2 separate regions of the Anas platyrhynchos genome follow, and region 2 is linked to region 1. Evidence: chromatin contacts called from public Hi-C data. All regions are on one chromosome and are shown on one strand. Each heading gives the region's core, a stretch centred on a gene start, on an enhancer-like site or on the middle of the called end of the contact. The rest is flanking DNA. Distances are from core to core; before and after follow the strand shown. Region 1 has its middle 36 kb from the start of FBLN2. Region 2 overlaps FBLN2 (fibulin 2).

Evidence for each region. Hi-C and Micro-C count contacts between places; a contact is called where the count stands out from the background.
Region 2: a contact with region 1 is called in a Hi-C map of skeletal muscle, with 1.8 times the contacts expected there. The contact joins two enhancer-like sites. A contact is called at or near these places in 3 of 8 Hi-C or Micro-C datasets (liver, skeletal muscle and subcutaneous adipose tissue).

The regions. Positions count from the first base shown.
Region 1 is chr13:19,046,437-19,052,675 of IASCAAS_PekinDuck_T2T, reverse strand. No RefSeq gene overlaps it. Among named protein-coding and RNA genes, the nearest start is that of FBLN2, 36 kb to the left of the region's middle. Within about 2 kb of position 2,770, at least 4 of the 8 cell types and tissues checked have an H3K27ac peak or open chromatin away from gene starts, as enhancers often do.
Region 2 is chr13:19,132,100-19,138,153 of IASCAAS_PekinDuck_T2T, reverse strand. All of the region lies in intron 2 of FBLN2 (fibulin 2), which reads right to left. Among named protein-coding and RNA genes, the nearest start is that of FBLN2, 50 kb to the right of the region's middle. Within about 2 kb of position 1,428, at least 2 of the 8 cell types and tissues checked have an H3K27ac peak or open chromatin away from gene starts, as enhancers often do.

The DNA of each region.
Region 1 (6,239 bases), core at 1,521-4,020:
CTTCCCAGGAGTGCACGAGGACATGCAGACAGACAGACAGGAGCCCGGGCTGTCCGTATGTCAGAGAGGCAAATAGCAGGCTTCAGCTGTTAGCTGGAAAGGAAATATTCATGTCATTTTTCATTAGCATCTATGTGTCCAAAAAGTCCATCTTTGATGCAACATTTGTTCTCTTCCAAAACAACAGAAGAAATCTTCTTTTGTATCTATAGTCTTACACCTGTTTAGTCAGAGGTAAATGAAAAACAACCAATGTAACGAGAACACGAGCAAGCACTGGCTTGTGTTTGTCCAGCCGCGGGCAGTTCCCAGCAATTTACATTCCTGGAGCCACACACAGAGGCTGGAATTCCCTCCCCATCCCACATCTGCATGTCCTGGCTGGAACCAGAGCCCTCGCACCATCCGCAGCTGGTGGCAGGACAGCAGCCCTGTCACAGCTCAGAGCTCAGCATCTTCTAATCAAATCTTTTTTTTTTTTTTTTTTTTTTTTTGTGAAACCACTGGCAGTAACGCTTTCAAAGATCATTTACATCTTCAGAAAGATGTTCCCAGGGTGTTGTTTGGTTGTTTTGTTTGCTTTTGTTTGTTTTGAAAAGCAGAAGCTAAGGACGAAAAAAAGTCTTTAAAATGATGTGTTTATCTACTGCCTTTGTTTTTCAAAGAAATGAGAAAAATATTTTTCAGGATTAAAACAAATGTTTGTCCCACTTTTCCTCACCAAGTCAACGTTTAGTTGTCAATTTATTTTCAATGCTGGAAGAACAAAATTATTCTGAGATTTTCTGTAGAAAAATAATTGCATCTACATGCAATCCTTAATCTTTACTCAAGGATGCACAAAGATAGTGTAGTGAGAATTAACCCACTGGAGAGGTTCTCTTCTGATGGAGATTTGTACCTGCTCATAAACCAAGCAAGTCACAATCTTGATGATTCTACTCCTTCTCAAGGTCATTTTTGAGGATTTTTCTTTATGTGAAGTGGTTTTGTAAACACACACGTGCAGTGCGTTCCTGCTGAGGTAACTTGCTAGTATCTAGAGACGGGCTTTAAACACGGCAGGATCCAGGGACCCTCCAGCTCCTGCCATGCGAGGGTCTCAACCATCGACCATCCCATGGTGACCCCTGGCCCCGACGGCCCCGAGCACAGCCCAGATCAGCACCTGCATCAGCCCCAGTGCCCCACGCTCTTCTGGTAACCGCCACCAGGAGAGGCTTGGGTCACAGACACAGGCTGGGTTTGCCTCTGTACAAACTTGTTCTCCCTCTCTGAAAACACAGGGATTTCTTTCTCCTCTCTGCCTCTCCGCTTTATTTGCAGGTTGTCACTGCTGGGCGGCCTCAGCTCTGCCTCCGCCTCCCCTCCCAGAGGCTGGCTGAGGCGGCGGCACGGCGCGCAGGCGCTTCCCAGCTCCTTTTCCCATGGAACTTGCTGTGGTGCTGCAAAAAGCATTACTTCTGCAAAAACAGCTCAGCGGGATTTGAGAAGTTTTATATCCTTGTTTACATTAGCTTGTTGGATTCTCCGAATAAGAGTTTAGCTTTTGCTGAATGATATATTTCACCTGGCAGAAGAACTGATGCTCCATTTCTTACAGAGGCTGAACTCCCATCCACTTTAAAAGCTGTCTGGCCAGCATAAGACCTGGAAAACCATTTAATGGAGCCATTTAGTACTGAAAATGGCCCAATAGATGCATGAAAAGAAGCTTGTTTAAATGTTGGAGACAATTAGGGCATCCCTTAAATTAGACAGCGGCAAATCTTTCTCCCTCCCCTCCATGACTCGCAAGCAGCAGGTTTGACATAATTATTTTCCCCAGAAATTAAACTATGCTTTTACCCTGGAAAAACAAGCAAATGCATTGTATGTTCTCATCGTCATGAGAATGAGTTACTTAATAAAAATCTTAACAACTCAGACTGTAGAACTATTTCCTTGGATTGCAACACTAAAGGATCGTATCTAAAGGCTTTCTGTAAACTATTATAAAACACACACTGTCATCCCCTGAACGTGGCGAAGCACTATAATCCTTAAAAGCAGCTAGATACAACACTACAGCCTGCAGACATAACTCTGGAGTCCATCACAGCAGTATGAAAACTTTCATTTTTAAGATTTTTGATTAGGTCTAACCCAATGCCACCGTCTGCCCCGCATTCGGAGTAAACTGTATCAAAACATTTTACACGTGGACGAGGAAAATAGCTAAGGAGAAGCACAGCCCGAAGGTGGGCTTTCTGCAGGTAACCCATCAATTTCAGGAACAGCTCTGTCTTCTTGCATTAGAACTGTTCTTGGCCAAGGACCAGAAGTGATGTCTGGCCAACCCAGCGAGGCAGCAGAGCTCCCCGCAGTGCCCTCACAGGCCGGGCACGGAGGTGCCTCAGCACTGAGAGCTGCGGTGTGCTGCAGCTGGCCGGGCTCAAGCCAGTTCATAGCTACAGCTCTCTTCTGGGTCTGCAGCAGTCAAAGCAAATATGACAAAAAGTCATCTCTCTCTGCTATCAAGAACAGGTCAAACCCAGTTACCTTGCAGCCTTGCTGCTCTGGTCCCTGTCCTGCTGAATGCCAGCTGCCCCCTGCTGTGTCGCATTTAGAGTGAAGCTCTCTTATTTTCTCCGTCCTACACATTAGGGTCACGACACCGAAACTCTAAGGAAGGGGATCAGAGTGAGCAAACGGCAGTAGCCCAGCTCTGAGAAGCAGAACACAAAGCCCCTTGCCTGGAAGATAACCTCGGGATATTTTGAGAGCACTGACTTGCGGCCCCGAGGGGGGCAAAGGCCAGGGACACACTGCCTCTCATCTTATCAGGGTACGTGGGATGGGGGCAGGAAGCCACATTCTTTACAGCTAAAGCTCCTCTGCCCTGGGAGGACAGCAGCTCCCTCTATTTTTCAGACATGTATACCGGGAAAGACAAGAGGAATTAAATTTTCTAGGCATGTTCAGTAACCGAGCTATGAGTGAGCTGCTGTATGTGTAATTAAGAGCAGTTTGCAGGACTCACCTCAGCCGTTTCCCTGTCTCACAGAACAGCAGCAGCCCACAGCACATCCCTGGCTGCAGCCTCAGCCCAGCTTCCCGCTGTTATATCCAGAATGAGACAGAGCAAACAGCACGGATGCGAACGTGCCATTTCTGCTCTCGGGTCAAGAATGCAGAGTGAGGCACGGGCTCTCCATATGACTGAAAATGAAGATGTCTAGGGCAAATACAAGAAACACTTACATTGCTGTTCACATTTTTGCAGCACACAGGGTGTCTGTTGCTTACAAAGTACCCTCTATAATTTTATAGAGAGCAAAAACACCATGGGTCATCTTTCTTGTTCCTTTGATTTATTTTTCTCTTCCAAAAAGATGGCAATAGGCATTGGAAGCCCCAGGATCACATTTGCAGCACTTATCAGGGGTACAGAAAAGTCTGTTATTAACTTCTCCGCCATACACACGCTGATTCACAGGCACAGCTCCAGGTTATCTTATCTGATAGAAGAGGATGTGTGCTTTTGGACACCATGTTACTGCCCATAAATACAGCCTAGCCTTTTTTTCTTTTTGTTTAAATAAGCATTTAACATTGCTAAAAGGGAAATTCATACTTTAAAAGTTCACATCTCCCAGAGAAAAAAAAAACAACTCCCCTACATAGAAAAAATTGAAAATGAAGAAAGAATTGTAAATCTCAGGAAACAAACAAAACACTCAGTATTTTCTGTAGAAAATCTTTCCCCTTCTTTTAGTATATAAAGCTTATTGATTTTCCTAGAACAAGCAAGGGCACCAACAGAAGCCCCAGCCTTGTCGTGCAGAAGCGGGGCCTGCCCAGCTCCCACAGCCTCTCCTTTACCCACAAGCAGCCCCCCCCCCCCCCAGCCCCAACCCAACCGATGTGAGGCAAGGTATTTTTCCCTCAAGGTGTGAGTTCAGGTATTTTTGCACCCTTACACCACCGCAGACACCATACCCTTCGCCTCTCCTTCACAGCATCCTTCCTGCTGGAAAGCAGCCCAAGCCCTACATCCAGCTCCAGCATTTCAGAGAGAGAAGTGCTCCTACAGCGCTGTGGCACAAAAGGGCAAAGAGAGGTCAGCTTCTTGGTGCTAGGTACCTCTGCTTTAAATTTTTGACACATTACTTCCGTTAAAAAACCCTCAAAGCTTAGACCATTTTATTTTTTTTACACCCAAGTGGAAAAAATAAGAACAGAAAAAGCATATGATGTCTTTAATTGGAAAGGAAAAATCCCCAACACATCCATGCTGTCCACATAAAGAACAAACAAAACGCTTGTGCTGATGAACTCGGTACACGCAGTACTGCAAAGTTCAGATTTCCTGCCAGAGTTTCATGTCGTCCACCCAGGCTAAGTCAAAGTATTTCTTTAATAAAAAACAAACCCAGGAACTCTGATAAAAACCTGGTTTTAGTTGCGACCAAGGTAAAATGCAGACATGGAACAGAAAACAATGTTGTAGTTGGACTTGACTGCACGACCAAATCACCTGAAAGCAAATCCCTTGCAGTTACTGTGGGCATTTTAAAATGCGTTTGTTAACTTTGAAATGGATAATGAAAAATGTCTCTTTTCCTAAAAAGACAGCTATATTGTTGTGTAATGAAGAGCAGATGTCAAAAAGTATTTCAAAGCCTCGAAAAAAAAATTAGGAGAACTGCATAAAGGCTGCAGTGCGGAACGCTGCCCGTGCTGCCGTGGCACCCACGCAGTGGTCACGCCACGCGCTGCCCACAGCACCGTCCCCGGGGGCTCGGCCACCCCATCGAGGGGCAGCAGGAGGTTTGTCTCCATGCAACCGGCAGCATGGAGGGAAATCACAGGACAGATGCGAAGGGAAGCTGCCCTCAAGGGTACAACATGAGGCACAGCCAAGCTGTGGAGATGTAAAACAGCAATGCGGAGCTCTTCTGGCTCCGTGGCGGCCCCATGCACAGGGGAGGATTTGGGCAGTGCTCCTTCGCTCCCTGCAAGCCCAGCGGGGCCAGGGCAGGAGCCAGAGTGCTCCCACCAGGAGCAGAGGGCTGGATCCTGCTCTGATCCGTAGCAGCAGAGCTGCTTTGGCTGCAGGAGGCTTTGCCAGCTTACACTGCCGAGGAGCCAGCTCGTTTTTTAAGCACGTGTTGAAAGAGCAAAACTGGGTTCAAGTTTCATGTACAATTTTATTAGAGGCCAGAATTGAGGCCAACTGTTTATCTGGTGTCTGGCCTAAGTGCTGATAAAGACTTGGCTGAAATTTACATAATCTGCCATTAATAAATGCAATTTACGATGGTCTCAAGCAAAGACATGACCACTGCTGGCTCCACGAATGGTATGCTAGGCAGCAGCCAGGCTTTTAGTCAGTACAGAGACGAGACTTAATTCATTTCTTGTCCCTAAATGCTAGTTCCTTAGGTCAGACCTGAGACAAAGGCGTGCGTTAATCTACAGGCTCCACGTCAGAACTGCTAGGCTTTACTAACAGAAACTAAGTTGCTTTAATGCAACCAAATGCTCCAATTTATCATTCCAGTGGCCCATCTAAAGCAAGCGTTGGCTCCAAGAACCACCCTCCCATTACACTGATAAGCCCTGAACCTGAAGTGATGGATGTATGAGCTTAATTTTACACACTAGAAGCAGTTACGTGGAGAGCAGTGGGACAAATCTCAGCTCGTAAACACCTTTCCCGAACTGGAGGCATCGAGATCACAGACAGAGAAAACTTATTTCTCACTTTGCTCCACCCCTCCCTTCTGCAACACACACACCAGCTTTTTTTTTTTTTCCCCCCGTGCACTGTGGTAGTTTGTGAGCAGGCACAGGGGCTGTCTGTGCGCTTTACACTTGCACAACCCTTACCCCAAACACCAGGATCCCAGCTCCAGACTGGGTCTGCTCAATGCTCCCTACAGGTCAGCTGCTGAATGCCCCAGTGCAAAACACTGCAAGGAGAAGCAGCAGAGGCAAGCTGACAACAACCTGAATATACAGCAGTATCTCCGGTTTCTATTCATGATGTCTAACCAGAACAGAATTCGAGGAAATATATTTATTTGGCAAACGTTGCCCTATTCATATGCAGCGTAATATAAAGGTGCATTTTCAATTGCCTATAACGCATTAAAATTTGCACTTAAGAATAATGGAATGTATACAGATCTGAGCCTTACATAAGCTCTGCATGTTTAAGGAATGTATATTCAAATGTACATACACATTTATAG
Region 2 (6,054 bases), core at 179-2,678, 87 kb before region 1:
CTGAAGGGAGAATGAAGTCCTCAGCAAGGCATACATTTTCACAGCACAATAGCATCAAGAGAAGATGCTGATGATAAAGAAGCTGAGTCAGATCAGAAATAGACAGCTTGAGAGCATCTGCAAAGCAGAATGGACAAGATCTCTGCTGTGATGAGTCACCAGAGATATGCAGGAAATGAGGATCACTCAAAACAGGAACAATTATCACAGCAACATAATGTTGTTTAATGGGAAATTAATGTTTTATTCAAGTGATGTTTGCTAGATGTAATTCCTTGTATCCAAGCAAGTCTAGAACTCCAGCTCCACCTTTAAGACTTGGATCTGATTTTCGGCTCAGTTATGATCTCCCAGAGTTACACAAGCCTCACAAACAACACACACCGCTTCTTCACAGGCTGGGAAGCTGAACACTATAAATTGGATTTATCATACACAGTGTGATATAGACATGGAAGAGAGTTTTTTGTTTTTTTTTTAGATAGATAGATAAATAAAAACTCTTTAGATGCAAACATTAATCCCAATATATGGTATAAAAGATAAACAAGCACTGTAAAGTCTTCCATAGAGTTTGAGAAAGACCAAACCACAAAGAACATTCAGCTCCAGCCTTATCCAGAAATGTAAACAGTTTAAGGGGGTTGGTTGTTGTCCGCAGCCTGCAAGTAATTAAGCACTAATTCTCTACCACCTACTGAGCAAGAAATTGGAGAGGAAACATGACACAATGCTAAGTATGCACTTTTCAGGCCAGGCTCAACTGATGTATTCTGTCCATCTCCATCGTCTTCGTCGGACCAGTACTGATTTGCCCTCCCCTGTAAAAATGAACAGATGAAAACAGGAATCTCCAAAGGCAAAAACCACAGATTTTTATCTCAAAGTAAAAAGATTCCCAGTGTCAACTGAAATTGTCCTGATACATCCAATGCCACCCACAAAGCAGAAGGATAGGGTGAAGCATTTCCAATTCCCTTAAGTGGGACTCATTTGCAATAGCCAAATCCTTGAAAAGACCTTCATCTCCTCTCACCAAACGTTTTCATGTTTCCACTTTATTTGCAGATTCTTTTTCACTGAAAGAAGATGAAAGGTTTAGCGGCCTTATCTATAATTAGACACACATTTGCCACACATTCCTGGGACAAATAAACTGAATTTACCTTAATAGAATGCTTTTATCCAGCTGAAATACTTTAAATTTGCTCCTGTTTTGTTGCACAGTAACATCTACAAAACAAAAATCAAGCTCAGTCCCAGGAAAGCAGCACTCCATGGCATTTTTTGAGCTTTACGGACCCCCTGGGACATAAAAGAGGAAAACTTATGAAGCTTGAAGGATTTTTTCCCTTCCCAGAGTCTCCAGGCCCGCGTGAAGCCCTGCTGGAGCCGCCCAGTGACGACAAGCACACCCGCATCCTCTGCCTCTGCGGCGCGCCTGAATCACCGACCACGGCAGCGCGAGCTTCGGCGTGACTCCTCAAACCCACTCAGGTTTCATCACTCAGGTCCAAGTTTTGCTTTGGCGGACAGACTGAAAGCTCGGTCCAGACCTCTATTTTCAATTTAGACAAGTATCCATGGCAACTCCGGTACTATTTTAAACCATTCCTATTTAGCCGCCTCCAGGTTGAAAGTGAAATAGAAAAAATACCAAGCCCACCCTATCACCCACTCCTCTAACAGCTCACAGCGTGTGACAAAGCAGGGCATACCTGTCAGCTGATTTACCTTCCCGTACTAAAAATTTCAACAATGCTCTGTTTTCCCTCTTCAGTGATTTCCGTGGGTCTGAGGAAGATAAATGCCTTAATTTGTCTTTCACACTCCAAATTTGCCTTACTCCTCTTCAGGTGCTCTTTGCAACAGTGGCATTTTTGGGCAGCTATATGACTCCAGGGGATGAAATCTTTACAAATCACCTCCCATATCAGATTATCTGAAATAAATTTTAAGATCCGACATGCCTCCCTTCATTTTGTAGGTGACATCCAAGGCATACATGCCTATGCTGGAGTACAAGATGGTTTTAATTCGTCTCCTTTGCAAGCATGTGTGGCACAATGCTTGATGAGCAACTTTGTCACATGCTGGATTTTCACTGTGTCCTTGTTCTGAACAATACTTGCTGCAAAAGGCAGAAATTTGTCAAATTAAACCGTTTGCATGACTGGTAGTTACAGAAGAAAAATGCAGGCAAGTCTGAGCTGTGAGAAATGTCACAGCTAAACGCGAAGCCAGGTGAAGCCTGTTTACATATTCACTCTCATTATCAAGCTGCAATTAGAAATGCAGAACCCCATGTGTTGTTGGTTTTGCAAACCAGGAGCTACTTTGCATTACTTTGAGGATTTTCTGAGTCTTTGGGCTCAATTCAGTTACCAAATCAAAGGCTTCCTGTGTCCCCAGGGATACCTTATGATACAGTGGACCTCCAACAGCCAAACCTATGGGGATCTCTGCAAGACTACACTTTCAAAGAACATGATTAAATTTTCCATCTTTTTGTATCTTAAGTCTTTACACTGAGCTAGCAAGTCTAAACATTCCTGTGCACACTCCTGTGGCACTACGCAAATCTGAGGAGTAATTTTGCCAGTTAAAGACTCCTGCTTATAAATCCATTTGCAGTTACGTAGATGGTGGCAGTGGCCATCACTGGTGCAGAGCCAAACGCCCCATTCTTGACAGACCAACTCAGAGAACACATTAGGAAGTATTTTAGTGTCAGACAGAGGGGTTTTGTTTGTTTGTTTGTGTTTTGTTATGTATATACAAGTAGCTGAAAGTTGCTCAGCAGTTTCAGTCAGAAACAAAGTCTTTCTACCAAGGAATATGAAACCAGGAGGGAACCAAGACAACAGCATTTTCCAGTCTGATCACAGCTCCCCAGCACACAGCTGGAAGTTACTTTGCACTTTTAGAGGCATTTGACACCCAACAGAGGCACACACAATCCATATACCAGTGTTAGCTGTATTTACACATTCATTCTGCATGCTCTCCGTAATTCTGTAATTGAACAGAAATGTAAAATAACACCAACTTCAAATTTCAGACTCTAGCTCAGCCCGCACACCTATGCATGCAGGTACAGCTGTCTCACCAGCTGCACACACAGAGCAGCCCTAAAACTGGTCTGCAGGAGCCTGCATATGGTCTTCTAACTAGATTAAGATAGGGCATAGATAAAGCCTGAACATTACCCTTTCGGTCCCATGTGAAGTACTGCTGAACAATCCTGCTCTGTAGCACTGGCTCTAGCAGAGAAGGAGAGGCACGTTATGAAACCAGATAACTTGGTTTCCATTCCTGGGAGAATGGCAACACAGCCCCATGGTACTGAGCGTGCTATGGCTATGATGACAGAGATTTCGTTCCTCTTAACAGCATTGCTAAATTGTATTTTCTTTGCACTGCAGCAACTCTCACTGCGTATTTGTCATCAGCTCTGGTAGTTTCCAGGTTCTGAAGTCTGGAGCAGATTCAAGCAGCAAAAGAAAATCTCAGCAAGGTGGCAGCAAACAGCCAGCCAAAACAAACAAGACAGGTTTAGAAAACCTCTCTAATTCATCGCTGAGAATAGAACCACTTCAGCAGTGTGACCCTCTGGCCTTCCAGGATATGGACTAATTCCTTCATCTTGCAGCATATACGTATTTTAGTTTCTCAGCATTAAAGAATATAAAATATGAAAGTGCTGTAAAGATTTCTTCACTCGTATGAAGACCCACCTGCATTGCAATTGCACTAACACAAGGCAAATTTTGCTCCTGGAACAACAGTATTCTGAGCTAGGATGGTGGCAATACACAAGGACTAATGTATTTATGAGATAACGCAGTTACACTAGGCTTGCAGAATGGTGGAATCATTGATGGGTATCTCTCTACTATCTGAAAAAGTAGAGCTACAGTCATCTGAAAAACTGACCTCAATCCATATGGTTGTGGTCAGGCGCATGATCAACTCTGGGGACTTTTCTACATGAGATTCAAAACACAGAAGTGTGAACAACAGTTCTGATGTACTGGCAGGAATGGGAGAAGCATATTCATCGATCAACACCAGCTCTTGCTTTCCTAAAGGAACACATCTTGGCTTGAAATGCTGGACTGGAAGGCATTGAGCCCTTCGTGCCTGTCACAGGAAGAGCTCATTCCTGGCTGTCAGTGCCACGTTGCACCATGTGCTCAGTCGGCGCTATCAACTGCATCCCCATAAACATCCAGTACCCAGACACCCAAGTGGTGGAATTTACAAACAAGAAGACAAATGGCTATAATAATATATTTGTATAGTGATCATACATTTTACGAGGTATTCACTTACTGTAAATTAACTGTAAAATCTGGGAGAGGAATTTGAGTCTGACAGGAAAACATAACAGACAGAAACAAGCTTTTTTTATTTTTTTGTCTGCAAGGAAAACCTTGTGAAGTGAGACCAACTCACTTCATCAATACACACTGTAGAACATAAGGAGATCTTCTTTAAAGATAACTTTTTATTTCTAGGATTTCTAATGGCTAACGGTTGCCCTTTACTATTTTACAGTAATATTCCTAAAAAGAGTGTATAGCTTACTGGAACTAATGGAGCTAATACCACAATTGACAGGACAGGATTCGACCTTGTAAGTCTTATTTCAAGAAATGTTACTGACTCCATTTAGAAGTTGAATAATAGCGAGTAAACTCTCTGAAATATCAGGGTCAGGTTTCAAGACCTAATAAAGGTCAGATCCCAGTCTGTAGGAGTGCAAACAACAGTGCTGGTGAAGCATTCCACCTTTGAGACCACTGCCATTACCTTACAGACCAGCTGCTTGCTCTGCCAGGCTGTTTGGGCATGCTGCAAGGTCAGCACTCACCAAGGAGAGAACAGGGTTTCAGGACCAAAGTTTAAAGGAAGGTTCGTTTCAGCACTGAAGTGTATAACTTATATAACCTTAGTATACAAGCGAGAGAATAAATAGTAAACCTAAACTGGCTTCCCTTGCCATGTACCAGAATTTTTCAGGATAGCAGTTTATTCACACTGAGAGGTGAATATAAGTACTGGTTGACTCCAAAAGCTTCTATTCACTTGAACTGGTTGGTTAAATCCAACAAAAACAGTAAGGAAACCAACAGCATAACTTTTTTTTTTTTTCCACCCAGAGTGATTTAGCTTTCACCTAAAACCAAGGCAGTGAGAGTCTCCGCCTGTCCTGCAATGGATTTTTGGGCATGCCACAGTACAAACCAGCTCCTGTCCCTGGGGATGAGCACAAGGGGGAAGGAGAACATGCAACACTGAAATCATTGCTGCCCAGGGCCAAATGCTAGGAAAGGCAAAAATCTGTGTTTCATGAACATATTTAAAGCACATTCATTAGTTTAATGCAACAATGCAAACTTACAAGATTTGTGTTTTAGAAAGTCTATGCATTTATATCCAAACTCACTAAAAGATACACACAGTAATGGAACTTGCTTGTGACTGCATTCAATCCAAACTGATTGAAATTAAACATTTATGTAACCTTCTAACGTAAAACTCAGACATCGCTGATGTTTACTATACTTCTCTTTTGATTTCAATGCCATGAGTTAAGACAATGCTTATCAGCTTTGATTCAGAACCAGTAAAAGTACAAGTTTTTATCATTAACACATGAGACATTACTTAAGTGTATGTTATCTTCAATAAAAACAGTTACTCAGAGTAAATATCTTACAAAATCAGTTGGCTAGAATACTGTAGTTTTGAATTTGGAAATGAAAATTACTAGTTTCATGCAAGGCAATTCCAACACAAGGAAAATTAATGCAAATTGCAGAGGAAAAAATCTTGGAAAAGAGGGAAAAATATACTAATCTTCAGGAGCTTATAGGCCATAAACAAGAAGTTTTATAGAGGTATCTGTAGACTTGCAATTCCTGCTCGAACACGGGAGAGAAATAGCCATCAACTTGCTAGTTACTCACACATTTGGCAGAGCTGCTCAGCGGGTGTAAGGCTTTCCATGCCACCAAACAGAAAATGCATCGACTTAATGCTCTTATC